Regions from separate parts of the Arachis hypogaea genome. Here region 2 is linked to region 1. A link is a contact called in public Hi-C data. All regions are on one chromosome and are shown on one strand. Each heading gives the region's core, a stretch centred on a gene start, on an enhancer-like site or on the middle of the called end of the contact. The rest is flanking DNA. Distances are from core to core; before and after follow the strand shown.

What was found. A called contact is a pair of places that touch in the nucleus more often than the background predicts.
Region 2: a Hi-C map of leaf shows a contact between it and region 1, with 3 times the contacts expected there. The contact joins the promoter of LOC112750890 here to the enhancer-like site in region 1. A contact is called at or near these places in 2 of 8 Hi-C or Micro-C datasets (leaf and an unstated tissue).

The regions. Positions count from the first base shown.
Region 1 is chr15:139,393,755-139,401,494 of arahy.Tifrunner.gnm2.J5K5, reverse strand. It overlaps LOC112750889 (dihydropyrimidine dehydrogenase (NADP(+)), chloroplastic), which reads right to left. Exons shown (of 7, transcript XM_025799808.3): 2 at 5,864-6,127; 3 at 5,608-5,778; 4 at 5,264-5,376; 5 at 4,988-5,174; 6 at 4,769-4,878; 7 at 4,036-4,412. The coding sequence ends at 4,256. LOC112747191 (homeobox protein knotted-1-like 1) reads left to right here. Exons shown (of 3, transcript XM_025795176.2): 3 at 1-149. The coding sequence ends at 33. Among protein-coding and RNA genes, the nearest start is that of LOC112750889, 4.9 kb to the right of the region's middle. Within about 2 kb of position 3,069, at least 2 of the 3 cell types and tissues checked have open chromatin away from gene starts, as enhancers often do.
Region 2 is chr15:139,443,949-139,451,547 of arahy.Tifrunner.gnm2.J5K5, reverse strand. It overlaps LOC112750890 (COP1-interacting protein 7), which reads left to right and starts at 5,768. Exons shown (of 9, transcript XM_072216934.1): 1 at 5,768-6,623; 2 at 6,738-6,914; 3 at 7,495-7,599. The coding sequence starts at 6,565.

The sequences.
Region 1 (7,740 bases), core at 1,820-4,319:
GACTGCAAGTTCAGAAGAAACCCTAATATCTAGACATGTTTATAACTTTAATTAATTTCTCAGGCTTGTGCGTGTGCCACCACTGTAATATTTCTAAATCTTCGCTATTAATTAATTTATGCTTTCAATTATTATTCTAAATTTTCAAATCCCTCGTTAACGTTATATACATATATATAGTAGTTATAGTGACTAGTGTTATTAAACTTAAAGCCATATTTTTTTTATTTTGATAATATTTTTTATTTTTTAAATTAAAATAATTATTTGAATTTTAGTAATAGTTTTTAAGATACCATAGGTAGTATAGTATGCACTTATATATGAGGAGTGTTAGGGGCAGTAATTTTTGTGATTTGTAGCTATCAAATAGCTATTAATAATGTTTTTAATGGTGTGAGATTTTATCCAACGGTGTGAAATTATTCATTTTTTTTTGCTGGTTACATATTGACCAGAATTTAATAAAATTGCTGTCCCTAGACTTTTTCCTTATATATATTGGATATGACTATAAAGTATATATAAATATCTTTTCTCCTTCTCATCATGCCCCAACGGTTTCACACTAAATTATTATTTAGAAAGAATATAAAAACCAAATTTTTAGTGAATAAATATTAGCAAAATTTAAAGCTTAGATTTATAATTTAAAATTTAAGATTAAAAATTTATAATTTAGTATTTAGAATTTAAAATAAATAAAATAACTTTAAAAAGTTAATAATATTGGTTGAAAAAAATTTGTTTCTTAATTTAATATAGGGTAAAATGTATTTTTTGTCTTTGAATTTGCTAAAAATTTTTAAAATATTCTAAAATTTTATTTTGTTTTAATTTTATCCTATAATTTTTTTATTTGCATCAAATTTACTCCTAACAATTATTTTTTAAAAAAAATTATGACCAATTCAAGAATAATTTTACAAAATAACCTTTAATACAAGCAAATCAAATATATTTATCATTCATTATTATTGAATTAATCCTAATTTTTTAAAAAATTTAGTTGTCGGGATATATTTGATATGAATAAAAAATTTTAGAACAAAACTGAAACAAAAGTTTTAAAAATATTTTTAAAATTTTTGACAAATTTCAAGGACAAAAAATTTACACTTTAACATATATATATATTCCTTAGGGGAACTGTTTAATTTCTTTCTTTTCTTTTATTATTATTGGTTTCTTTAACAGTTCTAATTTTTTACACTGGTATATTAAAGGTTTCTTATTGTGAAATTTGGTTTTGGATTAAAAAAAAATTTTCCATTTTCTTATTAACAAATCTTCACCAATATGTTGTTATTTATTTTTAGATTTAAATGGCAAAAATAATGTTCATAATTAGCTTTTAATATATATATACTAATGAGAGTGAAATAAGTGCTTGTGTTTGCTTTTAAAACAGTATAAGTTAAATATTTGTCAGTAAATATATAATAATGTAAAACCCCAATATTTTCACTAAATAATAATGAAACAAATATTTCAAAAACTATAATTTAAGAAGTTCATCTTTTGAAGACAAGATTATTTCATATCACTCTAATATATCATTAACTGTTTTAGTTTTTTTTTTTTTTTTTCTGTAGATTATGAGCTATTTTCTTACGAAAATAATGTACAATGTTTGAGGGAAAACATTATTTTGAGAATGATGACAATATTTATATGATGTGATGGTGATGGGTCATATATATTATACAAATAAAAAGGTTCTTAGATTAAATAATAGATATTAACCTAATCCATATACAAAATATATTAGGGAAATAGTATACTGGCAATGAATAAGGATTTCTTTGTAATTTCCATTATATATTTGTGCTCCATGTATAAGAGTCCTTGATAATATGAAGTAGGCATACTCAAACGTACAATGAACATGATATATACAATATGAAATATTTAGATATATTAATTTTACGTTTTTATAAGATGTGGTATACAATATATATAAAATACAAAATATTTATTAGATAAATTATAATAATATCTTATTATTTTATTAATATTAAATATAAATTAATATTTTTTAATTATATAAAATATTTAAAATAATTTATATTTTAATAAATAATAGTATATATAATTTAATTTTTAAACTCGTCTAAAAAATATAAGTTAAATACACTTACTTGTGATGGTATTTAAGTGTTTAAGTGTGTCAATTTTTTTTTAATGTTTTATTAAATATGGTTAATTATGAAAGACACACTTATTGAATGCGAATGAGTGCCGTGTTCGAAATGTATCCGATATGCTGGCGATAACTCAATAAAGTGTAAATAACTCATAGCAACCCTAAGATAATAATAATAATAATAATAAATACACCTTAACAACATATAAAAACATATATGATTTCCTTTACTTTACCCATCATTAGGGGTGGCAAATGGGCCTAAATCCGCCGGTCCGGACCGCGTAACCCGCCAAAAAAGGCGGGCTGAGCTGGTAAATTAGGACCGCCAAATAGCAAAAGTCCGCCTAACCCGCACCGTTTAAACCGCGGGCTTTGGCGGGGCGGGCTTCCCCGCCGGGCTTAGTATTTTTTTATCAAGGGGTATTTTTACAATTTTTTTTGCCAAAACCCAACATCCCCCAACCCAACTTACAAGAGAATAAAGATGAAAATTGAGTGTTTTGGATTATGTTTATTTTGTTTTAGAGACTATTTATAATTATGTTTTGGATTATGTTTATTTTGCTTTGGGAACAATATTTATAATTATGTTTTGGATGAAAACTTGGTTTATAATTATGTTTATTAGATATTTATAATTACAAAGACTTTAATATTTGTGAATATAAAAATTATAATTTGTTTATACTTTTAGAAATTATAATAGTTAAAAGTAAAAAATAGAAAAAAATTTTTTATGCTTTTATATATATTATTTAATAGTTAAAAAAAAAAGAAGATATTTAGCGGGTTTAGCCCGCCGGCCCGCCAGCCCGCCATTAGGCGGGGCGGAGTGGGATTTTGGGACCGCCTCACTAGGCGGGGCAGGGCGGACCAGCCCGCCAAAGGGCGGGCTTCTGGCGGAGCGGTCCCCGCTTGCCACCCCTACCCATCATACACATGCAAAAACAAACAGGCCAATAATAAAAACTTTATAACTACTATAGATATTCAGAAAAAATCAGGTACATGTAAAGAAGTTCATCCATAAGATACTTGATGAATCATTAAACACTTCACCTTTTTCTTCTTGGTGGGAGAATCGAATTTTGGTAAGATCATTAAAAAAAAGGTTAGTTTTGAGTTTAAGCTTAGGAGATCTATGAAGCAAAAGACCAAAGTCCAACCATATGGCCCAGCAATCTTACAACGTTTGACTGTATGATTTTAAGTGTATTATCTTAGGAGGGAAAAAAGATTGTATCTGACTTTATTTTTTTACGATAAGCTATCGATGCTAAAGGCTCGTGAGTTCGCACTTTTTCTTTATAACTTGTCATTTTCAAATGTTCTATGGCTTGCCTTTTCTATAAGCTTTTGATTTTTCTTCAGTGATTCCATCGTGGTGACATACTGAATATTCTTCCTATATTATATATATTAGCTAATATTTTATTTATTAAACGTGTAAAATTAATAAAAATAGAATTAGTTCAAATGAAAATTGTTTATAATTTAACTAAGGGACCTTTGCTTCAAGCCCTGAAAATAAAAGGAAAAGAAATTGGATTATATATATAAAAAAGTGTACACTAACTATTTTTACATCCTCTATATATATTATGAAAGGATAGATATCTCAACGATTCGAGGAAACCTATTTCTAGTGTTTAATTACTATTAATTAGCTTGTGCTATATTTTTGAAGCTTGTGATCAAATAAAAAATTGTTGCCAAATAATAAAAAAAATATCACCTTAATTTTAGTTATATTTTTCTTTATAGTTTGCCAGCAGATATAGTCCACTTTCTGGTCATGTTTAATTATAACTTGAACACACAACTAATGATGGCAAAAACGGTTTAAAGACTTAAAGAAATTTGGTAGTTTAACAACTGAAGAACACCCTAAAAGAATTAAAATACTTTCAAGTTTAAACAACGTCACATTTTCTCAAGTGCACCAAAGAAAGTAAAATTAAAATTGACTTCCATTAGTTCCTGACCCTAAAACTAAGAGCCTTATGTGTTTCATTTCCATGTTACCCAAATTTTCATGAACATATATATATAATCATGCAAAGAAAGGCTTTGCATTTTTCACTTGTTTGATTGATGAAGACGATTTCAGTTGGAAACCATGCTTTCAGATTCTTTAACAAAACCATCACCTGTCCAATCTTTATCAGATTGCAACCCTTTCTTTATGGCTTTCCTCTGCCTTATTGCTTCTTGCTGCCTTTGGACCAAATCAGTGTGAGTAGTGAAGTACTGAAGAGAAGCCCTGCAATTTTCGTCCCAGTAAACAAAAAAGAAAAGGAAAATATCAGAATGCTTTTCTTCCATCTTTGTATTTCAATCTACTGGAAAGTTGAAACCAGATCAGTTTCTGTTAATAAGGTTTTTGTCCCTTAGAATGTGATTTCCTCTTTTAATCCCCGGTCCTTGTCGTTAGTTTGTCTCTGATAAATGTTGACGTGGTAGATGAAATGCGACATGCAAGGGTTGAATTTCTGTCTATCACGTCAGCATTTAACAGGAACTAAGACTAATCATCTTGTGAATTTTGCAGGGACTAGAAAAGAAATTACGATTTTATAGGGACTAAAAACGTATTTGGCCAATTTTAAGTTCTATTACCCTCTGAAATCTTCAATTGATGTGAAGTTGTGCTTTCTCATGAAGTCTTTAAGTTCATCACATAGTTTCTTCACAAGACCATAGCCATGCATCATAACACCAGTGCACACCTATAGTTTGAAAAGATCTGCTTAGTTTTTGTCATAAATTAATTGAACAAGGTTTTCAATCTGATAAGGAGAAACTTGATAAGGCCTAATCGGCGTTCATCAATCATACCTGAACAGTGTTTGCCCCAAGAAGAATGAACTCTGCAGCGTCACCACCCGTCTCGACACCTCCAATGCCTGAAAGTGAATACTTGTCCATATCAAATTCTGACTTCATCATTTTCGCGATACTCATGACCTTCCCAAGTGCTATTGGATGGACTGCCTTTGCTGAGTATCCCCCAGGAGTAGAGTACCTGATAACATTATTTAGATAAATCATATATTTAAGATGATCGAAAAATAACAGAAGAAATGCGAAGTTGGTATGAATGAGATTACAAACCCCTCAACACAAGGCTCGGGACGTAATGTATTTAGATTGATTCCCATGACACTCATGATTGTATTTATGGCAGCTACTCCCTTGCATCCTGATTGAAGGGCAACTCTGGCTGGCTATAAGCAAAAGAATCCCCAAAAATTACCAATATGATAATCATGAAAGATCAATAAATATTATGTATCACTTGTTAAGTAAGATTGATTTAATGAAGTTTACCAAGACAATTCAAATGTAAACTCAATATTTTATGAAAATTACAAATTTTGAAGAAGTTCTCACTTAATTCTTAAAAACAGCATGATATGCGTAGAGTATAAAAGGACAGGACAAGATATGAAATCAACCTGAGAAATATCAGTTATGTTGGGAGTCATCTTGGCCCAAACAGGAACCGTAGCTTTCGAATTTATCCATCCACAAACCTCTTCCAGAAGAGCACAATCTTGTCCAACAGCCGCACCCATTTTGCGTTCCGGCATTCCATGAGGACAGGAGAAATTTACTTCAATTGCATCCTAAAAGAACATCAAAGAGGTCAGGTATTTTCAATAAGAATAAAAAGTACTCGGTTTCACAAATCATCCAAGAAACAAAACTCACAACTCCAGTTTGCTCAACCCTATCAATAAGCTCCTCCCAAGCAACTTTGTTGTACTCCTCCATGATTGAAGCAATGAGAATTCTATCCGGGTATTCTTCTTTTAGTTGCTTGAATTCTTTCAACATCGTTTCAAGTGGCCTATCACTGATGAGTTCTATGTTCTCCCACCCAATAATTTGTCCTAAGGCCGAGCCATTTGCACCTGCCCTTAGTCGGGCATATCGAGGAGTTACATTTATGACTTTTGCTGCATCAAGTGATACCTAGCAAGGAAATAATATCAATTCCAACAGTAATCTTTCAATAAGAATACCCTTAATCGGTTATATGTAGATTGACAAGAAGAAAATTTTGCTTCCAAAAGCAGACAGCAAAAATTATCATGGAAAGAATTGAAAATTTCAATGTACAGGCAAATTTTGACAAGTGACGTGGTACAGCATACAGATGAATGTATGAAGACAGGGAATTTCAAAACTCAGTCTAACTGAATAGTAGATTATATATAAAGATTAAACTATAGCTCTTCTATTCCACTTGTAAAAAAGAACAATTATGTCACAAAAAATATAACATTACTCCAAAGGGCTAATTCAAAAGCTTCTTCCACTCCATGCAGCATGCTCCATTATATATTTATATGGCAAACGTTTTGAAAAGCAAGTTTTATTGGATAGGAATTAGACCTTTGGCATCTATTTGGTGTAAAACTCATGATCTGTATAGTGGACTTTCCCTGTCAAACATTTTGAGAAATTGACAAGTTATGCTTTATAGATAAAACTTTTGTTTATTTTGCTTTTATATAGAGGAACTCTTATCCTCTATCTTGTATTATCCTTCTCCTCATCCTAATGAAATTCTTCTTTGTCAATATATACATAATGTCACAACTTCTCAAATTGTCAATAGGAAGAACAAGAACCTCTCACATACCACTTTAAACGTTTTATGACTAAGGGTTATTCTGAGTATCAGTTCTAACAGCCACAAAAGCTATCATAGCTCTTGACATTTGGCATCAAGCATATCCTCAAGAAGCAATATGCCAGCAGTCAATTTTCATTAGGCTCTCATCAGTAACCACTTAACTAGGCACTCATCAGTTGTTTCTTTTTTGGCACTATATCATTATGAATTCCCTATCACTTAATTCTTCAACTTTCCTTGAACAAAACATTTACTTTTCATGTAAGTTTCATGGTTCAGAAGCATAGAAAACAAAACTTAAAGTGGGGATCAAGATGTTATGAAAAAATAGAGAAAACACTACTGGCGATCTACACTGCCCAGTAAAACTTATGGAACTATGAACCATTTGAAAACAAAAGGTTGTAATGGTATTAGATATTCATCCACATTTTGAAGGCTTAGGATGATCAACTAATTTTATCACCCATCAGAATCGATGATTAACATTACTACTGAGAAGAAAGTACCTTATCTCTTCAAGCCAAAGAGAAAACAGAGTAGCTAGTTGACTGGTTTGGATCTGCTTATTTCTTTCACCAGAAAGCAAAAGAATTTACCCTGAGGGACTTTATGCGAGTTTGGAATTTGGAGGAAAGGGGAAGGGTTTGTAGTGTAAAAATTAAAAATATTAACACTACATGCTTTTCCTTCCCTTTCCCTCCAAAACACCAACTCACAAACAACCAATAAAGCACAATTTTTAAGAATAATACTTTTTTATTTCGGCTACTCTATATAATCCATGCATCATCATGTATCTAAATGATAGAAACATATAACTTGCAATGTGTCATAATTGTCAACATTCATCTTATGTGATCCTTTCAAGATTTTTTGTTTTCTTCCCCAGTCATCTTTCATGAAATTTTTAATTTTGTGTTCTCAGCAACAGTTTCAATTACTG
Region 2 (7,599 bases), core at 4,519-7,018, 47 kb before region 1:
ATATTCCTTAACTCAATATACTAAGAACTAATTCGTTACAAATTATAATTTTATTTAAAAATTTATGACTAACTAATAAATTATTATATATATAAAATAAAATTTAAAAATTTAATACTTATTTAAATAAATTAGTGCGTTAATTATTGTATTAATTTGTCTTATTTATTTATTTATTTATTTATTTTGGTCTTGTAATTTGTCTTATTGTTTAAGAGGTGGTAATTGTCAAATGCGCAACTCACAAAACCCCACACATCCACACACGTTGCCTTTTTCCAGCTAAAGTGAGCTATACAGCTGTCTCATAGTTGGCTTCAGATCGATCTCTCTACTTTTATAATTATTCAACTAAAATATCATCAGCTGCATTTTATATATATTGCTTCCTTTAAGCTACCCATTTCTTAATTAGTTAAGCACTTTCTCATAGTATACTATATACTCTACTATACTATATGATATGTATTAATTATTATGGATCAATAATACTCCGATTAGTTGGAATTATCAATCATCAATAAAATAATTCATACGTAATAAATGTACAATTATTATAGGGATATATACTCATGAAGTCATAATCAATATTTAGGGTGTGTTTGGCAAACACGTTGGGACGGAGAGAAGCACGTTTGAGCTTCTTGAAAGCTTCACTCTTATGTTTGGCCATTTTTATCTTTGTGAACGCGAATTGATTCTGCCTCTGAACCCACTTTTAGGAGAAGCTCAAATTTGTAGCTTCTGCGTTTCACGTTTTACGTTCACGTTTAGGAGAAGCTCAAATATTTCTTTTTTATCAACCCTACCCTTTATTTTCTTCTATAAAAATGATACTAGTAACTATTATCTTCACAGTCATTCTTTGTAGTTCTTCCTACTTCTTCATAATTTTTTAGTTCCATTTTTTTCATCAAAATCGTTCAGATTTATTTCAATCACTAACAAATTGAAATTTTTTTATTTTTATTTGATTTTATTCATATGAATTTTATTTACGTTTTATGGTATTTTTTTGTTCATATAATATATGTTGTTGGTTTTATAGAATTTTTATTATTTCTTATCTGTATAATTTTTTTCTATTCTTTGATGTACTCTATTTTTGTTTTGTATTAATTTTTTTATTTTTTATTCTGAATTTGTAAAATTTGTAATTGTAATTATTATATATTACGTTTATTATCAAAATTTTGAATAATATAAATTATGATCCTATAAAAAAATGACAAAATAAATAAAAAATTAATTATAAGTAACAATAGAGTCATAAATAATAAAAATTTATAGTCTAAAATAATACTAAATTAAAGAGTACTGAAATACTAAAAAAAATTATAGAATATTTTCTTTTTGTGTGACATTATAAAATTTATAGTACTCTCTTTTATATTTTTATTTTTTATTATATTTATTTTATTTATATGATAAATATTTTTTATAGTATTCTGATTTTGCAGGTATATAAAATTGATGTCTATTTTAGTAATTTTTCATCTAAAAGTGATTTTGAGTAGTATAATCCAAACAACATTTATTTTACTATAATCAATTTTAATACAAAGATTACCAAACATAAATCACGTTAACCCAAACTAACTTATCATCAAAATCAATTTTATAAAATCAATTTTATGCAAACTCTGGTTTGCAAACTGTAATCCAAACACACACTTAGTCGTACACATTTTCACTAGTTAGCTCAACAAAATTATGTATTAGCTCCTTTGTTATTATCTATTCAGTTATGGATTTTTTTTAAATAAATAAAATAATTTTTTTATTATATATCAGAATAGATAATTTATAGTATTTTTACAAAAAATTACCGTATCTCTTATCTCGTTTATACTGTAAACGAGATAAAATACGAAACACTAGACTGTTTTATCTCATTTTTATACCGTAAACGAGATACGTGTACTCTTATTTTGTTTATATTGTAAACGAAATACGTAAAAAATTATGACGTTTACTGTGTAAACGAAATATATTATGAAAAATTTTTAGCAGTTATAAAAGAATGTACAACCCTTTGTATTTTTCACAAACATCTCACTACTTTTCTTTTGTTTTTCTTCTGAAAAATAAGCCAAAATATCTAATGATGGTGGATATATGGTTATAAATGTGTATTCCAATTGCCATATGAGAAACAGTGACACCAGGATCATATTTCAATGTGATCATCTCATTTTGTTGTGCATCCGACGAGTTAGTTCTTTGTCCGAGCTGAAGAGTCTGATATTGAATAGTATTGGTGGTAGCGGGAGAAAAGAGATAGAAAGAGTGGGGTATAGGTTGCTACCACCAATGGAAAATGGAGTTTTTCGGTTTCGTCTGCTTTGGCTACATAGCGACGAGCATGTGTGTCTCATGTTTGACATCCATGGAAGAATCATGGCGGAACAAGTTATGGAGTTTTCTACAGAGGTCGGTGATGTTGGTGGCGGTGAATCTGGCTACTCAGATTTTGTGCAGGACGACCTACCTCTCGCACTACCATCAATACACGTTGCAAGTCCAATGGAAGACATTGACGTGGATGGTGAGAAATCCGACGAGGAGTATGTTGCGAATAGCAACGATAGTGGTTCTTCTGAAGATGATGATGAGGAGGAGTTTGTACCCGAGATGCCGGTGGAGGCATCAGTTCGATATCTTCTTCCTCCCCCCCCACCCCGCGACCTAATTCTGGCCTTATCAGCTGTATCCAATCACTATCAGACGTTGGATCTGGACGCGATGCATGAGAAAACTCCATTTTTCAACATGGGTGAAAATGGTTACAACTTAGACGGTTGTGTGGAGTTTTAGGTTGGCCATAGATTCAAGAGTAGAGATGCAGTGATGCAGGGTGTGAAAAATTACAACATTCGTAGAAGTGTTGAGTACTGAGTAGTGGAGTCGGACTGATTAAAATACCATGTTCATTGCCGGCAATATGCAGTTGGATGCCCATGGAGTCTCCATGTTGCCCTCTGACAGAATCTTGGATATTGGTGAGGCTTCGTTTAACTGTGGTGTAATTAACATCATTTATCACTGTTATATTTTGTGTAAATACCAACCATGTATGTGTTATTTTGTTAGGGAGGTACGTAGGGTTGGAGGAGTGCACACGTGTTACCAACCATGTCTCAGGACCATCGACAGTTGGACAGTAGCCTCATCTGCTATGTCATCCTGCCATTGATACAGTCCAACCCATCCGTCAGCATCCCTATACTACAAGGTGCAGTTAGGCAAAGCTATCACTTCAAACCTTCGTATAGAAATGTCTGGATGGCGAAGTAAAAGGTAATTGCGCAGATATATGGAGATTAGGAGGAGTCACATAATAAAGTGCCTAGGTTGCTGCAAGCACTGCAAAGTTGTTATCCCGGAACAATATGTGAGTTCAAGGTCATACTGTACTATGATGGACACCTTATGGTGCGCGACTGTAGCATGTTTGATAAGGTATTCTGGGCCTTCCCTGTCTGTGTGGAGGCATTTAAGCATTGCAAGCTATTCGTCTCTGTTGATGGCACACATTTGTATGGCAAATATGGTGGTGCTTTACTTATTGCAGTAGCACAAGATGGTAACAACAACATTCTTCCTGTTGCTTTTGTAATTGTTGAGTCTGAGAGCACCGAGTCCTGGTCTTTCTTTGTTACGAATTTGAGACAATATGTGACCCCACAAGATGGCTTGTTGATTATTTCTAACAGATCCCAGGTGATCAAGGTTGCACTAAGAGCCGACGATAGTGGCTGGCATCCTCTTAGAGCGTTTCATGCTTATTATGTCAGGCACATGGCTGCGAACTTTACATCTCGTTTCAAGTTTGTCGAGAACAAGCAATATCTAATAAACGTTGCTTATAGCCCAAGCAAAGTTGGGTACCAGTGGTACATAGATGCCTTAAGATGTTTGTCGCGAGAGATGGCAGACATGGCTGGTAGGTTCAATATGTGCATCCGGTGTAGTTGCAGTCTGTTGTATTCAAGATGTATGAGACGGAGTTTCCACCGATACCAGATGCGAAGCTTTGGCTGGAGTGGTACGAAACACGGCTGCATCCTAATCCAGCCATGCGTAGGAAGACTACTGGCAGACCTATTTTCACCAGATTTCGTAATGAGATGGATGAGGGTAAGCGTCAAGAGAAGATGTGTAGTCTATGCAGACAAATCGGGCATACTCGAAAAGACTGTCCAAACCAATGGCTTAGTTTAGTTTCACGATGCAGTTGTTTGTTAGTTGTCAAAAAACATTTAGTGTGTTCTTTATTTACTTCGTTTATTTTGTACTTGAATGTTAGTTTCTTGTTTAGATCCTTACGATGTTTTTGTTATTAGGGTTTTAGGTTTAGGGTTTATTTTGATTAAATTAAACTTTAATGCACTTTTCTTCATTATTGAATTCTAAAATTTTGAATTTAGCACGTTAACACATTTACATACAACAATAACTAAAATTACGTAAAAGGTGGCTAACAATATAAATAATAGCAAGGACACAATTTACAACAACGATGCTAACGAACTTAAATATTGTGCCAAGCTACAACTTTAATAACAAATAAAATAACGTAAAGTCTATACATAGGGACACTCTACTATACAGATTAAAGTTGTATAGAGAGAGAATATAAATTATTTTTATAATTATTTTTTATTATTTTATTGTTGTTCAAAATGTGAGTCCTATCTTTTTCAATCTCTCTTTCATCCTATAAAAGGAAAGATCTATAAACTTACATCTTTACCATATAATTCATCCTAAACATATCAATATCATTGGTGCTGATTATCATGGTAATACAGGTGGTGATCATCATGTTGCGTTCAGTTGATTGATGTCTGTATGATGTGCATTGGCGTGCACCATAATCTCTTAGTAATTCAATAATATGATTAAAAAAAGGTACAAGTAGAAAAAAAAAAGTTGAAGAAATGGATATAACAAGGACTCAAATGGCGCTATGGACGAAATACATGTATATAGACTTCATCCACTCTTATCTCGTTTACACTGTAAAGGAGATAGGACCGTTATACGTCATGTGTACAAACGTGATACGACTGTATCGTTTTGTGTCTTATCTCATTTATAGTGTAAATGAGATACATGCATTCTTATTTTATTTACGAGATAAGAGATACGGTAATTTTTGTAAAAATACTATAAACCGTATATTTTGATAAATAAAATAAAAATCCATTCAGTTAATCTATGCATTCAGATTTATGTTTTCCCCTTAGGGAAAAAAATATATCTGAATTTGGATATGTGGACATTCCTCATATAATAGGAATAAAAAGGAGGGAAAAAAAAGAAGGGGGAGGGGGGGGGGTGGTTAAAATGAGAAATAAATCTAATGTGAATTGTGAAGTCTTAATAATGAATTGTGAAGTGAAGTGTCTGATTCCTGTCTCAAGCAAAGCAAGTAAAAAATCTGTGCTGTATTCATAAATAAATTGTTAATATTGGGCATTAATCAATCAAACAAAGGGAAAAGTGCATTTAAAATTATAAGCATATTCCTTTCCAACCTGACATATCCTATCAATCACCACTGCAAGACAACTGGTGTGAGGTGCCAAACCAAACATTTGCCAATGCTTCCACCGTCTTGTCTTTTAACTTTTAAGGATAAACACTTAAATGGTCTTAAAAGCACACATATATACGATCAATATTTATTTCTTTATAATGTTTCAAATATATTAAATCATTAATATTAAAGGCATAGCAAACACTAGTCATGAGAGGAAAACTTGCACAAGCATACTATAATGAATAATCACCATAGCTCTAATAAATAATAACCAGATCGAATCAGTCCGTTCAATCTGCTTAATCAAAAACTTACCATCCGACAATTCTAGTTTAAAACAAAAATTATTTGACAGTAATCAGTTAAAAATAAAAATACAGATAAAAAACGAATTAACCGGTATAATTTTTTAGCGTTAAACCTTAAACATGTTTAAAAAAATAAATTATAAAAAAAAGTTTTTTAAATTATATATCTTATACATAAATATATTATTTTATTATATTTAATTTAACATTAATTGAACTTCAATTGAATGTTTAAATTTTTAAACTTTGAACTTTATAAATTCGATCATCAATTGAGTTTTTAAAACCTTGATAATCACCATTCACTTGATGACTTTTTGATTTTTGTGGCTGCTGGCGTCATTGATACAAAAGCTTAGGCACAGAAGATGAGTGTGGGTTAGTAAAAAGATACGGTAGACATTAGTAGAAAGAAGGTGTCACCGTTGCATGTGACTTTTGGCGTTGAAATCCAATAACATTACCCCACTTCACACTCCATGTGCCATGCTGAATCTCTCTGCTGTCTCTCTTATTTTTTCTTTCTTCTATTCTTTCTATCACATGACACTGTCATAACTCATAAGTCATGTTTCACAACTAGTTGTAGTAGTAGATACTATGCTACTATCAACTTTCTAGCATTTTCACCAGCACAAACAAATCTAATTAACGTTGTTCAGTGTTTAGTTTGTTATGTTCTGACAGTTTTCTCTGCTTCTTCTTAGCATGGATTCCAAGGCTGTTCTGGATTATGCTTTGTTTCAACTCACACCAACCAGGACCAGGTAATGTTTTGAGGCACCCCAGAATTTCTATGATCTCAAGAATTAATCTTTTTTGGTTTCCAGGATTAGTGGATGGGTTTTGGAATTTTGGGTTTGATCCTTTTTCTTCTGCAGATGTGAGCTGGTAGTGTTTTGTGGTGGTGTTCGTGAGAAAATAGCTTCAGGGTTGTTTGAGCCTTTTGTTTCTCACCTCAAGTTTGTGAAAGATGAGATCTCTAAAGGTGGATACTCAATTAAGCTTCTCCCTCCAAACAATTCTGCATTCTGGTTCTCCAAGGCCACCTTTGAAAGGTGATTATTCCTTTCCCCCTTATCTGGTTTTCCCTCTTTTCACTTTTATTCTTTTGTGGATAATCACGGTGTTTGTAAATGATTCTTCATTTGTTCTTTGGTTTCAATAGAGTACTTATCCTATTTCCAATTAAGTTTGAAGAACCCCGGAATCAATGAATCAATGAATCAATTACCTTTGCATTGAAAGTGCTTAAGTGCTTTAGATATGATTGGGAATGGTTTTTCAAATGCATATTGACTTAGGAATTTCTAAATGTTCTTAATTATTAGTTAATTAAGCAGGGATTGATGAATGAAATCCAACTAGTTGAATGATGACTATCACATTAGTCATGGAATTAGTTTACTTGGTTTTATAGATTTGGAGAATAGGGATTCATTTTTTGTTGGATACTTTGATTCAAACTATTTCGACAGTATAATTTGGAAAGTAGTCTACCCCGGAGAGTGGTGAGGCTTTGGAAATTAAGACATGTTGTGCATTTTTTGCTCTGTTCATGACCTATATATCCTTCATCCAATTCACATCAATCCAATTTCTTCATCGTATTAAGACATGCTGTGCAATTTTTTTTAGATTTGTGCGATTCGTTAGCACACCTGCGATTTTGGAGAGGTTCGTCAGCCTTGAAAAAGAAATCCTGCAGATTGAAAGTTCATTTCAAGCAAATGCTTTGTCGAT